2 separate regions of the Mus musculus genome follow, and region 1 is linked to region 2. A link is a contact called in public promoter capture Hi-C data. All regions are on one chromosome and are shown on one strand. Each heading gives the region's core, a stretch centred on a gene start, on an enhancer-like site or on the middle of the called end of the contact. The rest is flanking DNA. Distances are from core to core; before and after follow the strand shown. Region 1 has its middle 91 kb from the start of Rfx6. Region 2 holds the start of Rfx6 (regulatory factor X, 6).

The links. Promoter capture Hi-C pulls out the DNA fragments that hold promoters and counts their contacts.
Region 1: a promoter capture Hi-C map of liver shows a contact between it and region 2, with 3 times the contacts expected there. The contact joins the enhancer-like site here to the promoter of Rfx6 in region 2. A contact is called at or near these places in 3 of 39 promoter capture datasets (liver and stem cell-derived epiblast-like cells), 21 of 484 Hi-C or Micro-C datasets (the AML12 cell line, the HL-1 cell line, cortical neurons and 7 more), 2 of 115 datasets of contacts at active chromatin or transcription factors (a beta-TC-6 cell line and extraembryonic endoderm stem cells) and 2 of 9 other capture datasets (adipose tissue and pancreatic islet).

What each region holds. Positions count from the first base shown.
Region 1 is chr10:51,765,883-51,771,697 of GRCm38.p6, forward strand. No RefSeq gene overlaps it. Among named protein-coding and RNA genes, the nearest start is that of Rfx6, 91 kb to the left of the region's middle. Within about 2 kb of position 2,764, at least 11 of the 459 cell types and tissues checked have an H3K27ac peak or open chromatin away from gene starts, as enhancers often do. A contact at or near this core is called in liver and pancreatic islet, where this site is marked.
Region 2 is chr10:51,674,176-51,680,410 of GRCm38.p6, forward strand. Rfx6 (regulatory factor X, 6) reads left to right here and starts at 3,585. Exons shown (of 19, transcript NM_001159389.1): 1 at 3,585-3,854; 2 at 4,110-4,266. The coding sequence starts at 3,635.

The DNA.
Region 1 (5,815 bases), core at 1,514-4,013, 91 kb after region 2:
GCTTTGTCAAATAGTCAGGTCAGATCAAAGTCGAGCTTTGAGAGCCAGACTCTTCTGGAGAAGAGTACAGCTGGCGGAGAACAATCAGGTGGCCAGCGAGGCACAGCTGATGGGTTCCCGTGCTCTCTCACGTCTGATAACATTCATTTCACACATGTTGATAAGAGGGAGAAAAGTACCTGAACCAGAGAAAGACTAATGATAGGATATTTCAAATATGATCGCACAAAATCTAGAGAAATAAACCAAAGCCCCTAAGAAGTAAGAAGATTTTTTTGTGATCTTCCAAAACTCAGGAGAAGCAGTTTGTCTGTGGCTCAAGAATGCACCAGAGATCTATCACTTTTGGAGGAACATTTAGCTAGGAGACTAGTAGCAGGTTCAGAAGCACTGGTACACCCCAGGGGCCATTTTAGCTCATGGGAATTGTAAATTAATAATGTTAAAGATATGAGCACTCACTGTGATAGTCAGCATTCCAGAAAGAACTGCTTTCTGAACGGACTATAAACTGTGAAAGAAAATTTGTTACTCTGCACATTTCTCATAGAAATCCATGCATTGCCAAGGTAATCGCCACTCCTTCATCCTTCCTTCCCTGTGCTCTGCAGTTCTCCTTCAAACTCAAGCACATGGTTGAGCTCATGGTTCCACAGGTTCTGACTCATACATTGTCTAGTGTGTTTCTGCACCAGAGATTATATAATACTTTTAAAACATATTTGACAATTGTTATACCAGACAAGTATGAGTTCCTATTACTAAATCAAAATTAAAATATAATTTTTTTTCTTAAGCATGAGCAAGGACCAAATTTTATTTAAAAATTTGCTTGTTTTTAAAGGTTTGTTTCTATTTTAATTTGTATGTGTGTGTGTGTGTGTGTGTGTGTGTGTGTTTGCGTGTATACGTGTGCCCACTTGAGTATACACATGTGGCTTGCTAAAACTATCTGAACTTCCACTCCTGGATTATCTGCTGTCTTCAGCCTCTATAGGTACCTGCCTGCATGGGCACATGCCCACATACATATGTATTCCATATAATTAAGGTAAAATGATAAAAAGTGAATTTAAAAGAGGAATAAGAAACTTGTGTGCTCACTTCAGCAGTGTACTGGAAGCCCACTGAATGTCTGCTGTGTACCTGGGTCTGTGTGCAGTATGCTTTATGTTCTACCTCAGTAGACCCATGAGTTGGTAGACAATCTCATCTCCGTTTTACAAATAAGAAAACTGTACACTGAAGATAGGTGGTTTACATGTCTAGTGAAAAGAGTTAAAACTAGATCCCTTGACATTAAAGCATGGCTTCTGGGGTTTTGTGCTGCCTAGAACTGAATTTGTGACCTAGTTCCACCTACCCTCTTCTTCCATTGCCTTTTACACCTTACTCATGCTACAGTCGGCTATTATGGACCTATGTAGGAGAAATACCTGATTTGTCCTTCTACTGAAAGTCTTCAAATTATTCAGTAAAGAGAGAAGGAGGAGAAAGAGAAGGAAGGAGGAAAGGGGAAGGAGGGAAGAAAAAGGGAGAGAGAGGCTCTTATCATTGGCAGTTGTTTTCTTAATTTTTTTGTCTGAAATAGACATATATAATGCATGTCAAAACTACAAAACTGCTTTGTAAGGTTCACTATTAAATCAGACATCAATTATTTTTTGTTAATGTTCTGCTCTAGGGCTTAAAGATTAATGCCTCAATTATTTGTCTTCCGAAAGGTGAACTGGTTGCAATAGAAATATACAAGTTTGTTTTGCATCCTAACTACAGACCTATTGGGACATTATTTCATGAAGATTTTGAACAACTTCAAAAGTTTCTGTGATTATTCACAACAGGGCCTCGGGTTCTATAAGTTTGAAGGGTTGCCCAGAGCCTAAGGAGCATCAGGTCCAGGGCCTGGTCTGCATGCAGTGGTTTCTGAAGGCTGATGGGATGATGTGCTCATACAGACCACCTCAGGTTCAGAGCGTGGGGAGGATGGGTGTTGCTCACCTTTCCCTTGCAGCTGCGTCTTTTTTTTTTCCCCCTGAGGCAGGGCCAGCTGACTATCAATACCAAGCCAATGTATTTCATAAGGCACTGGTTTTCCATTAAAAAATATTTTCTTCTTTCCTGAACATTCTACTTGGGTTTGTGAATCCCCTCTACTCACTTCTATAGCTAACACGTCCTGTTAGATTCTTGAGACCACAGAACACATGCAAGAAATATTTCTAATGTTGTGAAACATCCAAATCTGTCTTTACCATCATTATATCCCTTCTTTAATAAACTAATGCTTATAAGCTCCTACACACACAGGATGGAAGGAAGTATCTTTGAAAATGAGCTGCAGATGACTAGACAATTGAACCTACAGTTAATTTTAATTCTATGACAGCCCCCACCCCGAATTCTTCTCCTGAAGAGAATTGTTTCTCCTATCCCTCCTCCTGCTGGCTCTATAGGGAAAACAAAGCCCTAAAATTGGGACTCAGAAGTTAAAAATAAAGGTTACTAGCTTTCCTTTCTTTCTTTCTCTCTCTCTCTCTCTCTCTCTCTCTCTCTCTCTCTCTCTCTCTCTCTCTCTCTCTCTCTTTTCTGTACCTTGAGGTGGGGGAAGAGTTTACCTTTTCACACAACAGATGGTTTTAAATGCAGTGATTACAAAATTCTGACGGTAAAATGGTTTAATTACAAAGTCAATACTGCCTCCAACCTGGGCTGAGCCTTCAGCTTAAAAACAACAGACGGAGTGGGGCAAACCCTAGGACAATGTTTAACCAGAGCTGTGCATAGCCGGGTGCAGTAGGGTTTTCCATGGGCTTCAGTAAGCTATGGAGCACACAATTCTCGGTTCCTCTTTGTTGAATAACCTAGGGAAGAAACAAATATGAAAATAGGTTTACCTTTTTCAGCATGCACAGAAACACAATTCTAATGAGGTCTGCTGGAGTTAAAGTCGGAGCAGGTTTCAGATTTTGGCAAAAACAAATGAATGGAAAAAATGTGGGATATACATAAAAAGAATTTGTCACATGGACAAGTGTACACCATTCTTCAAAAACGGACATTGTATGTTAGTAAATTCTGCTTACAAAAAACAGCTCGTCTTCTTCCCTTAAGTCCCAAATGTAAATTCAAATACTGGTAAGTGATTTGATTGCTAAGCAACTGGAAAGCATTTTTGTTTTTAAATCACACAAGAAGGGAAGATTTAAGTTTATTTTCCTTATAAACAGCACATATTTTTCTGAAACAGAAGAGATGAGAGACTTTTAAAAATTAAAGATTAAAAAAAAATTAAAGATTAAATGTCTAAAATTTAAGTAATTTAAATTAACTGTACAATAAAATAAAATTAAACTATTTGATGAAAATGTCCCTATACTTCACTATACAGATGTAAGCCAGTCATGAAAATCAGTGTAAAATACGTGCCCTTTCCTTAAGGAGGGATATTCTTGCGTCCTAGCTGCTGAACATGGGCAATTACAAGATAGTTTGGGTCACTGGGCTAAGCAGGTGTGGGAGGGTCTGAGTAGTTAAGTAAAACAAACATTTCTGATGGTCTTATCTCTGAGCTTTCTGGTCTTAATAAATGTCACCAGGATAACCCAAAACAACTCTTCTCGCGGCGCTATGGGGAATTAAACCCAGAAGCACTTGGCAGTTTCTAATCTGTTTAGTTGTTCTGGAGGAGAATGTCGCTTTTAGTAGGAAGTGGCTAGCTACAATTCTGTAAAGCTTTGGGTACTGAAATTAAACGTGGACAATAAAATAAAATAATTGGAAACAAATTCAATCTTCCAAAATGGAAAATGAAAACCACAGTTTATAAAATACATTAAATCAAAGAAAGTAAATGTTTAAATTATAATCATTATATATTAACATAAATTTTAGAATACTAATGTATAATTGTGTGAATATCAATAAGACTTAGATAAGTTTGCTAATTAGTCTCCTTTTATGCCACATGTTGTCTAAAATTTCCTAACACAAAGTCAGATTCTCTTATTTGTGAAAATCTCAAATATTATTGAGAAAAACTATGGACTCTTCCATGACAAAATCTTGAAAAGTTATTCCATGAAATTCATTCATGAACCTGCTTTTATTTTTCGCTGTCACAAGTCTTCTCTATTGGCCACCATTCTAATGTATCATTGCCCTGAAAATATAGATAAAAAAATGACATCTTCCATTAGCATATAGCGTAATGACTTTTTACAAGTTAATACCCTAGTACAACCAGCCTTATAGCCAAAAAGCAAATATGGCTAGCACCCCAAAACTAAAAGATTCCACTCCTTTCTAATCACTGTCAGCTCATAACAACCTGACATTATGAAAAAAAGAAGATTATTTTTGCTAATTTATACATTTATATATTTAAATGACACTATTCCATTTTAACACTAAACAATCTGGCTTCTCCACATCAACCATTTGCTTTTGAGTTTTCGATGTTCCTTCTGTTTTACAGTTTTGTACATGTATGCAATGTACTGTGATCATAGTCACCCCAATCATCCGCTCATATCTCCTCCCACTCCTGCTAACCCTCTTCTTCCCAACTAGTCCCTCTGCTGTGTTTATCTATAAGTGTCTATCTGTGTCTCTCTGTCTCTGTGTCTCTGTCTCTCTCTCTGTTTGTGTGTGTTGTTTGTTGTGTGTGTGTGTCTGTGTTTGTACAGAGCTCTTTAGTTTTGTGTTCTTGTGCTGTGTGAATTGTTGTGTGTGAGTCACTAAGTTATCGCTTACTGGAGCATAGGCAATTTAGCAATGATTATAGCACTGGGTGGAATACTGCCCCCCTTCCCTGGCAGCATTAATACCCTAAAGCTCCTCAGTAGGGGGTGGGGTCTCATGAGTCCTGGCACCTCTCCACAATGGAATATTGAAGGGCCCAATCTTCTGTGGGTCTTATGCAGATAGCTAGTTACTGAGTACTCATGGCTGCAACAGACACATCTTATTATGAAGATAGCATCCATTGCCACTTTTTGCAATTCTCTGGCTTTTACAGTCTTGTCACTATCTCTTTCATGATGTTTTCTGAGTCTTGAAGGGATCCTATAGGTGTCTCATTTTAATGTTGAGCATTCAATAGTAACTTATTCTAATCACTTTAACACCACATTAATGCCTGTTCTTCCCCAGCAGCCTATACAAAAGCTTCCAGCACTATGGATACTAGTGAGCTGGAAGCCTGCAGCTCAGTCCCAACTTAATTTCTCTATGTCCTGCATCCAAAGTGTGTGGTGTCTTCAGCAATAAAGACTTACTAAGATCTACCTTGGTAGGGGAACCAAAGGCAATGTTGGTTTTGTGTGCAATTAAGACAGTTCATTCTTGCTGCTGTGTTTCTGTCTCATAATTTCTGTCCCTGTTCTGCTGCCTGTTTAGCTTTCAACATTAAGGTTACTAAGAACCCCTGATCTTCTCTTGGAAAATGCATATTCCCATTTCTGTTGGACACTCTCCTAGGAATGAGACAGCTATAGCATAGTATAAGCAATATGTCCATCTTTAAGGAATATCGCTAAAGCTATACCATAAAGTATGCAGAACTCTTTGGTTTTGTGTTCTTGTGCTGTGTGAACACAATTTTATATGTATGAATGGTATTAGGGGGCTTGGGATCTGTCTGACTGCCACATAATTATTATAATTGTGTTTCAATGGTTTATGTTATATTTTTTACTGTTTTCTACCTGTTCACATTTATAGATTTAAGACCTGTGGATACTGATATGTGAACAGTGAGTTTACTATTTCCAATTTGCATACATCCATAGGGTTATCAATAGCAACAAGGAAA
Region 2 (6,235 bases), core at 2,335-4,834:
GTGAGGGAGCTCCCCCACCCATCCATCCACTCCTGCCTCACCTCCCTAGCATTCTCCTCCATTGGGGTATTGAGTCTCCACAGGACCAAGGGTCTCCCCTCCCATTGATGCCAGATAAGGCCATTCTTTGCTACATATGCAGACATGTAGCTTTCCATGTGTACTCTTTGGATAGTGGTTTAGTCTCTGTTATCTAACAACTCATAAGGCATTGGTATTTCATCACCTTTCGGAGTACTATCTATAATGCCATACTGAACATTTTTACTTGAGTTTCCATTTGCTTGAGCAGAATGAGAATCTAGAAACGAAAATACTGGACCATGTGTTCAACTTTTCTTTTTCATCTGTTTTATCTTTCTACCAGCAGTGGAGGACAATTCCAATTATTTCACAAACTCACCAACAATTACTTCTTGTGTTTTGTATTTATGATTGTAGCAGCCCTCATGGTTTAAAGTGGTACCTCACTGTGCATTTGATTTGAATTCTCCTAATCTGAATGATGTTCAGCATCTCTTTACAACATTGTTAGTTATATATATGTATATTAAACAAATATCTGCTTAAACATTTCTCTCATTTGTAGAACAGTTTTGAAATTTTTCTTAGTTCCCTGAAAATTTTATACAATGTGTTTTATTCATATTAACCTCCCTTCCCATTTGCTTCTCCTTCTCTACTCTCCCAACTTTACATCCACTTCTTTTGCTCATTGTAAAAATTAGGCTATTTGATTGTGTCACCATAAAGGTTTTTTATGTATTATGAATATTAGAACCTTGTGGGATATTTTAAAATATTTTCCTATTGAGTACACTGATTTGTCTGAGTTTCTGGTAGCCTTCAGGTGTACATATTCTGAAGGAATTTGATTGGTCTCATTATTTATTTATTTATTTATTTATTTATTTATTTATTATTTAAGCTGCTTCCATCTCATTGTATTTAAGGAGCGTGGGCCAAATCCAAAACCAGGGATATGCATGCTAAGGTCTCCAAGAGCTGTACAGTTATAGATCTTATTCTTAGATCTTTAGTCTAACTTGATTTTTGTGTATTGCACGAAGTAGGAGTCTACAGTCATTCTTTTATGTTTCAGCAATATTAATTGAAATGGTTTTCTTTTCTCATTGATAATATTTCTGCCCTTCCTCCCACCCCAAAAGTGTATTTTCCAGAGGAACAGAACCAATAGCATTCAGTTATAAGAAGGTTCATTGGATTAGCATATATAATTATATGCAGAGATAAATCCACAATGACCAACTGCAGACTGAAACAAATATCAGTTTAGTTCAAGAAACTGGAAGCCTCAGAACAAAGAAAAGAGGCCAAAAGTATCGTGGCAGTCTGAAGCTGCAGACCTGGAATTCTGCTAGAGAGGCATGGTGGAAGTTCATGTTCAAAGGCGGACAAAGTGATGGACCCTATGGACAATAATCTGCAAGAAATGTCATGGATAAAGAATGATTATGTCCTGGCCTGTATAATGAGTAGCACCATGTATGGAACCCACTTTCTGCTTGTGAGATGGAATGTTGGGATGTTTCATAGCTTGGGCTGAGGCTTCTTTAACTGTTGTTTTACTTTCTCTTCATCCCCAAATGAAAGACAGGGGAGACACCAGTACATAAAATAAAGGAGGACAGATTGGCTTTGGTTCCATGATTGGTACCACCTACAGTTTCAAGTTAACACCGGGGATCTTAAAACACATCCCTATGGAAATGAAGGTATTGAAATCACACACACGCTCATCCGGAATGATGGTAGACATGCCCCTGTAGAGTAGGTTATCATCAAGTCTTCAAACTTTAGATGCATTTTACTACTGAAGCCTTGTCGTGGGATTTTTAATGTTGGAGGATTATTGATCACTAATTTAATACCTTTACTTTCGCTTGCCTATTTATGGTTCCTGATTTTGAAGAGAAGCACAAAGAATCTCAATGGTGCTTTATAAGAGAGACAATTTATTTTAAAAATACAGCCAAAAATTTGTTTAGGGCCTTACGAGGTATTAGTTTGCATTTTCATTGATCAGTTCAATTGGAAAATTGCCAAATATTCACTTAGTGTCTATATGACTCACATACACAAACACAGCTCCTGGATATCAAGTAGGTTGTATTTTAAAATTAAAGGAGAAATTGTAGTCATTTTCTGAACCTTTTTCTCATTGTTGAGTGACCTGAGTGGATAGAGCCCTGCTGGGAACACAAAGAGGACTCCCATTACAGAACACCCCTGAGTGTGTCTCTGGAAAGGTAGCATACTGTACACTTGAGCACTAAAGAGAAAAGTCCTACACACGAAGCAGGCTGGGAGGCTTTCAGAGGAGTAGGCAGAGAAGACTAACAATCCTAGGTAGGGAACATTGAATGTGTGGGAAAGTGTGTGGCTACAGCCGATGTCCAGCATCCAAAGGAAGCAGGTGAGATGAGCTTGGGAGAAGTGAGGCCTTTCCCAGCAAGTGCTGCTGAAAAGGAAGCAGTCACATAAGCGCAGCTTGACCTGCCCTGGGAAAGGCTGCTCTCTCTGTTGGATTGCTGCTGTAATTGTCCCTTTAGTCAGCTGCCACTCTGGGTCTCATTTTGCTTTCTCTCTGTGGTTTCAGTTTAATGTTATTTCATGCTAAACTCAAAGGTGATGTCGCTTTCTAATCTCCCCCCAAAAGATACAGGATTAGCTGAGATGAGGCAATGGAAACCAAGGCAGGATCCCTCCTTCTCCTGGAGGGCCTGTTTGTCCAAAGAACAGAGAATAGAATAAGAAAAAAACAGCGAGTCAGCCAGGCAGTCGGATCCCAAAGCTCCACCCAGCTCCATTCTTCATAGAAAGCCCAACTTACTTCGAAACAAACCCAGGTTTTGTCATTTGGGAGTGAGATATTATTAAATTTCAGAAAATATTCGTTCCACTGCTGGGCATGAAGTGAGGAATTGTAAGTGATGCACATGCAAGTTTGAATGGTATCTTTTCCTCCAACCTCAATAGTTTAGAGGGATGTGAGACCTAAGTACCCAAAATACAGAGCAGTGTCTCTGTCTTCCAGCCACTGAAAAGGGTGCTCTTCGATCCTTGCATTATTCTGGGAATACATCTGACCCAGGCGGTGCAAAGACCAGGGAAGGGTACTCTGGGTTTTGTTCACTTCCACCTGATACTCAAGTCAAGGCTGACCAGGCAGGTGCCTCGATTAGTCTCCTGAGAATTGATGGGGAAAAGTGAAGTTGCTTGTCCCACTAGAGAAAAGAGCTGAGCTTTATAGGATCCTTCAGGAAGTTTTCAGTTGAGAAATGGTCCTGGGTCTAGAATTAGGCAAGAGAGAACAAACGAAGGGGAAAGTGCTCGGTGTGACTGACAGCCAATGTGGAAGTGAACTGGGAGCAAGCTTCTGCCCAGACCGAGCAAGACACTTGGGAAAAAGGCAGCATCGCCTCCGCCCTCCTCCACCCTGCCATCTGTGCGGTACCTGTTCACCCTGTCCCCTCTCCACCATCGGGGGCTCTGGAGCCTGCCCAGCGGCCACAGGTTCCCCAGCCCCGCCCCGCCCCGCCCCGGGGCTCTGGGCTCTACACAGAGCTCCTTCAAGCCCGGGCGGCGTGCCGAGATCCGGGCGGTGGGAAGGATGGCTAAGGTCCGGGAACTGGAGGAAGCTTTCGTGCAGGAGCAGCCTTCGCCCCAACTTCCCTCCGAGATCGCGGAGGAGTGCTGCGCGCAGCTGCTTGGCAAGGGCTTGCTGGTCTACCCTGAGGACAGTGCTTACCTGCTGGCTGAAACAGCCGCGGGCGCTCGGAGCAGCGGTGAGAAAGGCGGAGATCCCGGGCTGCAGGTGGGAGTTAAATCAGGTGAGTGCTCCACTCTCCCGGCTGCGGTGCTGAGTCCTAAGGGTGTCCAAGAATAAAAACGAAGCACTCTGAATACACATAAAGTAGGATGCTCTGTCGGAACCATTTCGTTTCAGCAGGAACACTGTTAACTATGAGGGTTTTGCTCAACTCCTTCCTTGCTCCTCCTTGGGTGCAAAGCAAGGTGGGTGTGGAGGTCTCTGGACTGATCCGCGTGTTCCCTTGTTCTTTGTCATTCCTTACACTCGCCCTCAGAAATGCAGTTAAACAACGGCAACTTTTCCTCGGAAGAAGAGGATGCGGACACCCAGGAGAGCAAGACCAAAGCAGCCGACCCACAGCTCTCTCAGAAGAAGAGCATCACGCAGATGATGAAGGATAAGAAGAAGCAGACTCAGCTCACCCTGCAGTGGTAAGCTGGTCCTGTCACCCGCACTGGCTGACGTCCACCAGCCCCTGTCTCTAAGACCCTGGCTTTCCTCAACTTGCTTCTCCTTAAAACTTCCACAAGTTTAAAAGACCCACGACAAATGCACCTGTTTTCTTGCACTGCATATGCACACAGAGACCTATTCTGACCCTGACGAAAAGCTAAAGCCACAGGTTCTTCACATGTAAGCTGTGATGAATTTTTCTGTGATTGTTTGCTGAACATAAAATATATTTCTTTGATATTTTTATGTTTTCGAGATATGATCCTTCAGAACAGCGAAAAATGGAAGGCGTTTAACTCTGTTTTAATCCATAGGAGGGCAGGTACTGTGTCAGTCAAAACAGATGGATTGAGTTAAAAGTACAAAACAGAAAAAAAAAATCACTCAAGCAGTCATGATTAAATAATTTTCAGTTTTTACAGCATAGTGCATACATGATTTAATATAGTAAAACACCACAAATTAACTTTTTGCCCCAAGTCTTTTAAAATTGAGAAATAATCAGTAGGTCTTCTACATATGAAGTGTGTTTTATAATACTTTCTGCAAACGAAAAAGATACTTAAATAAGAACGTGTCATTAAGAACAGTTGCATAATGTGAAGCATTTGGGGGACAAGATTTCCCCCCAATTCCAAGTAATAAAGACTATTTACTGGTAAGTTATATTCTCTCTCTCTCCCTCTCTCTCTCCTATATTATTATCTAAGAATTAGAAAAATAAAATCTATAAATACTTGTAAACTGCATTTTTGTTTTAAACATTAAGTTCTAATTTTTATAGCCTGACGTTCTGAACGTATATGCTTGAACCCTTTCAATGTCTGAAATAGAAAATAAATATGCCTGTAAAGTTACATTTTAATAGATAAAGTTTGCTGTCATGATTACTACTTGAATATACCCCAAAACTGTAAATAATTAAGAAATTATCTGGAATATTTAGGAAACAACTACTGTCATCAGGATATTTGGAAAATAATGTTTAATTTTGAATTTACTTTAAAGGATTTTGAGTGATTACTCTCAGGTTTTCAGTTCAAATTGAGTAATTGGAAACAATCTTTAGTGTTTCAAAATTCATACATACATATGTCTAGCTTAACTCAGAGTTTTGAAGGGAAAACAATAAATATAAAAATAACTACCCAAATAAATGGATTGTGGGTATTACATTCCTACCTTTAAACTGAAAATTTAAATAGCTGTTTCTTTCTCATAAGATTGTTCATTTTTGAAGACTATAGAGCACATTTTCCCAATCTTCTGAAGAAAATGAATGTTGTAGATTTAAAAAAAAAATACCCCAAGTTCCTTGAATTTTGAGAAATCTGTGAGGCTGTAAAATTGAGTTGGAGTGTTAAAAATTAGAACTGAAAATCAAAGTAAAAATGTGACTTATTACCTCCAGCTTTTATTGTCAGTTAGCTATTCAATTTTAGATAGGTAAATTTATTTGTTTTGAAATACTATATCCCAGTTGGTTTGGATCTTTTTAATTAAAAAAATAATTTAGTGTCTGAACCTTATGAAACAGGTCCCCTAGGTTTATTTTGTGTGCATTGAGAGTATGTATCCAGCCGGGCAGTGGTGGTGCACGCCTTTAATCCCAGCACTTGGGAAGCAGAGGCAGGTGGATTTCTGGGTTCAAGGCCAGCCTGGTCTACAGAGTGAGTTCCAGGACAGCCAGGGCTATACAGAGAAACCCTGTCTCGAAAAACAGAGAGAGAGAGAGAGAGAGAGAGAGAGAGAGAGAGAGAGAATGTATCCAAAGTCTTAAAGGATTTTCTCCAATTTTATTCTGACTGATACTGCATATTACATTGCTCTTGTGTTGTAAATAATTATGTTTTATTAAACATGAAATTGATATAAATGCATTTTAGTAAAAATAATTTACTGACATTTTTGAAAAAGGGGAAATAGAATCTAAAATCTTTGGTTTCT